2 separate regions of the Mus musculus genome follow, and region 2 is linked to region 1. A link is a contact called in public Hi-C data. All regions are on one chromosome and are shown on one strand. The core of a region is the stretch at or near the end of the contact, and the rest is flanking DNA. Distances in the headings are between cores, read along the strand shown. Region 1 has its middle 55 kb from the start of 5930403N24Rik. Region 2 has its middle 6.9 kb from the start of Gm31202.

Region 1 (3,010 bases), core at 339-2,838:
TAGACCAGGCTGGCCTCAAGCTCAAAGAGATCCACCTGCCTCTGCTTTCTTACTGCTGGAATTAAAGGCTAACATTTTCCTCTTCTTTAACCATTACATAAACATTGTAATCCCTTACACAAACTAGCTTTAAACTAACCTACCTGCTAGACTCTGTAAACAGGTGTCTTATTGATATCGTAAAGTTCTTCTGTACAGTGCGCATTGATTGGAAACCATACATTAATTCCAGCTTTACTACTTTCCTGTTCATTGGATACTTCTGAAAACCCATAAAATATGCAGGGTAACCAATGTTAGACCCTGCCTTAGATACTCATACTTCATGTTTCAAGTTAGAAATCATTTATGGCCAGGTGTGGTGGCGCATGCCTTTAATCCCAGTAAAGGCAGGCCGATTTCTGAGTTCGAGGCCAGCCTGGTCTACAAAGTGAGTTCCAGAGCAGCCAGGGCTATACAGAGAAACCCTGTCTCGAAAAACCAAAAAAAAAAAGAAAAGAAAAGAAAAAAAAAGAGAGAGAGATCATTTATGTTCAAATTCTGAGCTGATACCATGCTTTCCAAAAGTCCAAAAGTCTCTTTGTCCATGCATGCCTTAAACACAAACATCACCATGCCTGCACATGACAATGAGGCTTCTACAGACAGACCTCAAAATGAAAGCGGCCCCGGGGGCGGGTATGGGGGGAGTTGTGACACAGTATTGTGCTGGGAGAGAGAAATATACAGCCTCCAAAAGAGGAAGGTAACTAAGCCGCAACAGCAGAAAACCATCCACCTCATCAGTTTTCAGCACAGAACGGTCTCATAAAAACGTGGTTTGGGATTGGTTTGGATTCCTTGAGTTTCGCTGAGGTTCAGTTTTCATTGACCTCGCTTCCCTCCTCCGGGCTTCTCACTTTTGCAGCAGTTCCAGCGAACTTAATCACAGTGAGGCAAACCTTGGAAAACTCTCAGCACACCTGGGCTGGCTTTAGCTGTGAGGCAACCTGGCTTCCAGGCTTCATGGCCTGAGCGTTCGGCCCCACCTAGATCAGAATGCCTAGGACACAGGGCTGTGTGTCACTGTTGGCACCAGTCACAACCTCTAAGCAACAAGTCTCCCCAGGGCCATACAACCGGTGTTGACCTTTCTGTGTCAACTGAGATGACACATGGACCAACCTGGGAAACTGAGTGTAAAGAAAAGCGAAGCTACTATAGGAAAAGCACAACCACCTTGCCCACAACTAAAAGAAGGGACCTGACCTCAAGGAACCAGTCGCTGAGTGTTGGGGAGAAAGAGAGCGTGCTGGAAAAGTGATCATAAAACTGATGAGATGGCTATTTGTGCTGAGCTGCTGGTTTCGCAGAGAAACTTTTCCACAGCTGTGGCCATTTGTCGGAATCAACTGCAGCCCTGTTTTGTTTAGGGTTTTGACAAATCACAGAATTCTCTGTGCTGTGTTCTCCTGTGGGAAGAAAAGAGGACGGAATCTATAGATACGGCATTCGGTAGTTTTATGTTTTCTTAGGTTTCTCCTGGGCTGCGAAGAGGAAGCCTTGGCCCTGTGACAGCCTGGCTTGGCCTTGAAGACCGTCAGAGCCTTGGCTGGGCTGCTGGGACTGTGCGGAAACCTGGACCTGGTCCTCACCGCGGTGCCCAGGCTGCTCTCCCAGTTTCCACAGCTGCTTATCCCAGCTGTTGCTGAACTTGTCTCAACTACCGCCCTCATACTCACCCAGAGGACCTTTTACTGGAGAAGGCAAGGCCCCGAGTGAGGAAGAGAAATATATAGTTCCCTCTCCTCCAGGTCTGCTAGAAGGATACAAAACAGAATCAGTTGAGAAAGAACAGCAGGGGATGTATTTGCGTTCTTTTAACGTGAGGGAGATTTGGTATGATTTCAGACAAAAATAAGAATAACCTCAGTGCTTGACTCTTGGCCTACTGACATGCAACCAAGATAACAAACAGTACCTATTGACTCATTCATCAGACAGCCTCTCCACAGTCCTCCCAAGCAGCTTCCCAAACACCAGGGTTACAGTGATGATCCACCATGCCTGGCTCTGCCTTTCTCTCTCTCTCTCTCTCTCTCTCTCTCTCTCTCTCTCTCTCTCTCTCTCTCTCTTAGATGATAGAATTTGTGAAGAGAAGAAAGCTAATTTAAAAAAAAATTTTGGCATGATAGTGCAGTTCTTAAAAATTCTAATTGAGGTCTAGCAGGAGAAAGTTTCTACTTCTAGCTTTTTAAAGTTTTTTTTTTTGTTGTTGTTGTTGTTAACATGTATTAATGTATTAATCTCATGTATTCTAAACTGGCCTTGAACTCACTGTGTAGCTAACAATGGCCTTGAACTCATGATCTTTCTACCTCTTTCTCCAGAAGACTAAGATTACAGGTGTGTCTCTTGTGTCCAACTTCAGTCTCTTATTTGTATTTATTGAGTTCAATAAATTTCTTACTTTATTTCTTAATAATTATTATGATGGCACAAGCAGTGACTCATGGGAAGATATACCCAGTTTCAGTCCACCGTGGCCTGGGTTTGTGGTCTTTCTTGGAAATAAGGGTCTCTGCAGTTGTAACTGAGCAGGGGGAATTGGGAAGACATTGTCCCTGATTCCCCAGACAGGCCCTACATATGGGCACAAAGCACCATGTGAAAACGGAGGCAAAGGAACACTGGGAAAGTAGAGTTTAAGAAAGGGGCTGGGCACTATTCTAGAATGTTCAGAGAATGAGGCCCAACCAACACCTTAATTTCAAACTTCTGACTCCACTGACTATGAATTAGCAAATTTCTGTTGCTATTGCTGTTGCTCTAAGGCACACATTTGTGTCAATTTGTCCCAGCAGCCTCTGGAAATTAATGCAGTTAACTAAGGTCTTCATCAGCTTCTGTTGCCACAATCATGGCTTCTTGAGTATTTCATCTGAAAATAAGCACAAAACTGAAAAGAGAATCTGTCCTATAGAACTTTGCAAACTATAAGGATTTCACATGCACGCTAAGAGGTGCAGGA
Region 2 (3,010 bases), core at 274-2,773, 160 kb before region 1:
TCTTCTTCCCAAGTAAGCCTATCTTATATGAAGTTGACCAAAACCAAACCAAAACAAAACGGAACAAAATCAAATAAACAAACAAAACCTACCTAGCACACCTAAGCTACAAAGTGAGACACTGTTCCTAAAATAAACAAACAAAACTCACATGTTAATCTACTCTACCTGAGTAAATATACTCTCTGTCTCAGGCCTGAGCTACAGCCTTGGTAATAAGCCCTGAGCCATTCTTTAGCCTGCTGTGACTCCCTTTCCTGTGCACAAAACAGCAACAGTGCAGGAGGTTCTAAGATTTACCTTCCTGAACTAACTCAACAAAAAGGGGATGCTGAGTTCAGCACATGGTGTTCAGTATAAAGGTCTGCAAATGCGATCACTTTGGGGCTGTGGTTTTCATCAGACAAGCCGAGGTAACATTTTAATGTGATCATGTGCACATACCAGGGCCTGATTTTCCTAAATTGCTCTCCCTAAATGGAATTCCTTTACCAAAGCACAGACCCATTCCCCCGCCCCCCCAAGGGGCATACTAGTGTCGTTCTCCAATGAAACTCAATTCTGCACACATTAACTCCGAGGCAAGGCTCTAGTAAATCCACTTAAACCCTTCCATTTACTTATTGTGAAATTATTTGATTCCATATTTTCTATTTTAAAAGATCAGAATATGTGTAGCAGTGGGAGATAACTCCTTAGGCTTTTGACTTGTACATTCTCTCTTTCAGAGAGTGACTCGTTCATTTTGGTTAGATGCACGTTTATCATGATGCCGTTGGCTGAGTAAGACATAATGTTGATCATTTTGCTGATAATGTAAGGCTTAGAGAAGGCTAACACTTGTGCACATCTGCCTTCTCCAGCTCTTCCAACACTGTTAAAGAATGTCTTTTTAGTTGGATTTTTGAGATGTGTATTTAAAAAAAAAATCTGAGTAAACTTAATTTTTGGAATCTTTACAATGCTGACAGTGAGCATTTCCCTGCACACAGCCTTTAGTAGAGCAGCCAAGGTTGTCATGGTGAAATGGATCAGCGCTGTTTGCCAGGCAGCCCATGGAACTGCAGACAGGCTGTTGGTACAGAGCTAGCTACACAGGCCACCAGTTCATTATCTATAGCTGAATCTAGGTCACTGGGATTTGTTGATGCTGCAGCTGATCCTGAGGTACTTCTGTCTCCTTCAGTGTTCAAAAATGGCCCATGCACACTGGGTATCCCTTGTGGCTGCAAACACTGCAGGCTTAGATCCTCTCCTTCTGCACGATAAGTGTTAGTCTTTGCATTTAATTAAAAACTCTCAACCGTTTAAGCTGGAAAACATCACAGGTTTGCCTACCTCCGTGTGTGCCTCTGTGTGTGTGTATGTGTGTGTCTGTATGTGCATTCATGTACGCAAAACTTGACATGGAGATATCACACTGGAGCCTGCATTTCTCTTATTAAAATGCACATTCCAGAGGCATGAGCTCAATATTACAATCACATTCCTCTGTGAATGTAAACATTAGCCAGCAGCAAAGCTTGGCAGCTCTTAAAAATGAAGAGTGCTCAGGCTTTCCTCCATCCACAGCATGTGCCGTTTTCTCCCTAGGTACATAGTTTCACTGTGTTTGTGGTGGTGTATCTCAAATGGTAGGATTGTGGTGGTCTGGGCACGTGGTCAAAGACCAGAGCAGAAAGGCTTCAATATCTTTTCCCATTCACTGGTGCTGCTGACTGTGCTCTCCCATGATTGTCCTGCTATGTAGATCAGGCTGACCTCAAATGAACAGAAATCTTGACTGTGCCACTCAATGGGATTAAAGTCACGAACCACCATCCTTGGCTACCATGGATTTTCAAATAAAGCAGTGGAAATGACCTTTTTTTTTTTTTTTTCTGTTTTGTTTTAAAGCAATGTCAGGAATGGAGGTACATGCCTATAATCCCAGCATTCTAGCAGCTACGGCAGGAGGATTGTATGTTCAAGATTAGACTACACTGTCTGGTAAGAACCTATAGTGGTGTGTATTGCAGGAAACATTAAAAGAGAACAAGTTTTCGCACTAAGTCCGGCTACTCTCTACCCCGCCAACCCCACTGCCTCCATGGCTAGCCCCATGCAGCAATTGATTGCAGTCTTCCTAGCTCCAGTTCGCTTGCCTCAGTGGCTTGTTCCTAAAACCACAAACCCCTATGGTCTGTGGTACCATATTCCAGTAACACAGTAAAACAAAAGTCTTGAAGCTTATAATTAACCAGTAAGATTTATATATCAATAAATTCTCAATTCACAAGATGGCCACACAATAATTTCTGTGCCAATTGATACTGATACAAGCTGCCCACCTAGATTAGTCAAGTTACCCCAATTATTTTATCCCAATATAGTAGCATATCTACCCATGGCTATTCAAAGCCATGATGGTTCTGCATCATCCTGTCCATAGATCTTGCTTCCTGTCTCTCCCTCCATCCCATCTCTCAACTCTTAGCTATACCTCCCTTTTCCCTGTCCAATCACAGGCCTCCTGCTGCACTAAAATTTTAATGTAATTGGAGAGGGAAAATCCTGCCACAGGTTTGACTCAGAAAAGTCCCCATAGGCTCATGTATTTGAATGTTTGGTTCCCAGTCAGTGGAACTGTTTGGGAAGCATTAGGAGTTATGGCCTTGTTGGAAGAAGTGTGTCACTGGAGGTGGACTCTGGGGCTTCAAAAGCCCACTTCATGTCTCTCTCTCTCTCTCTCTCTCTCTCTCTCTCTCTCTCTCTCTCTCTCTCTTTCTCTCCATCTTGTGAATCAGATGCAAGTGCTCTGCTACTGCTCCAGCACATGCCTGCCTGCCTCCCTACCATGATGAACATAGTCTAACCCTCTGAGATTGTAAGCAAACTCTCAATTAAATGCTTTCTTTGATAAGTTGCCTTAGTCATGTTGTCTCTTCATAGCAATTGTAACCTAAAGACAGAGTCTATCAATCAATCAATCAATAATAAACAAAGGAGTGAATAGATAAGGCCATGAACT

The links. A called contact is a pair of places that touch in the nucleus more often than the background predicts.
Region 2: a Hi-C map of uterus shows a contact between it and region 1, with 5 times the contacts expected there. The contact joins two enhancer-like sites. A contact is called at or near these places in 5 of 484 Hi-C or Micro-C datasets (bone marrow-derived macrophages, cerebral cortex, nephron progenitors and 1 more) and 2 of 115 datasets of contacts at active chromatin or transcription factors (microglia and neural progenitor cells).

Annotation. Positions count from the first base shown.
Region 1 is chr10:37,192,954-37,195,963 of GRCm38.p6, reverse strand. No RefSeq gene overlaps it. Among named protein-coding and RNA genes, the nearest start is that of 5930403N24Rik, 55 kb to the right of the region's middle. Within about 2 kb of position 1,588, at least 74 of the 459 cell types and tissues checked have an H3K27ac peak or open chromatin away from gene starts, as enhancers often do. A contact at or near this core is called in microglia and uterus, where this site is marked.
Region 2 is chr10:37,355,939-37,358,948 of GRCm38.p6, reverse strand. No RefSeq gene overlaps it. Among named protein-coding and RNA genes, the nearest start is that of Gm31202, 6.9 kb to the left of the region's middle. Within about 2 kb of position 1,523, at least 103 of the 459 cell types and tissues checked have an H3K27ac peak or open chromatin away from gene starts, as enhancers often do. A contact at or near this core is called in microglia and uterus, where this site is marked.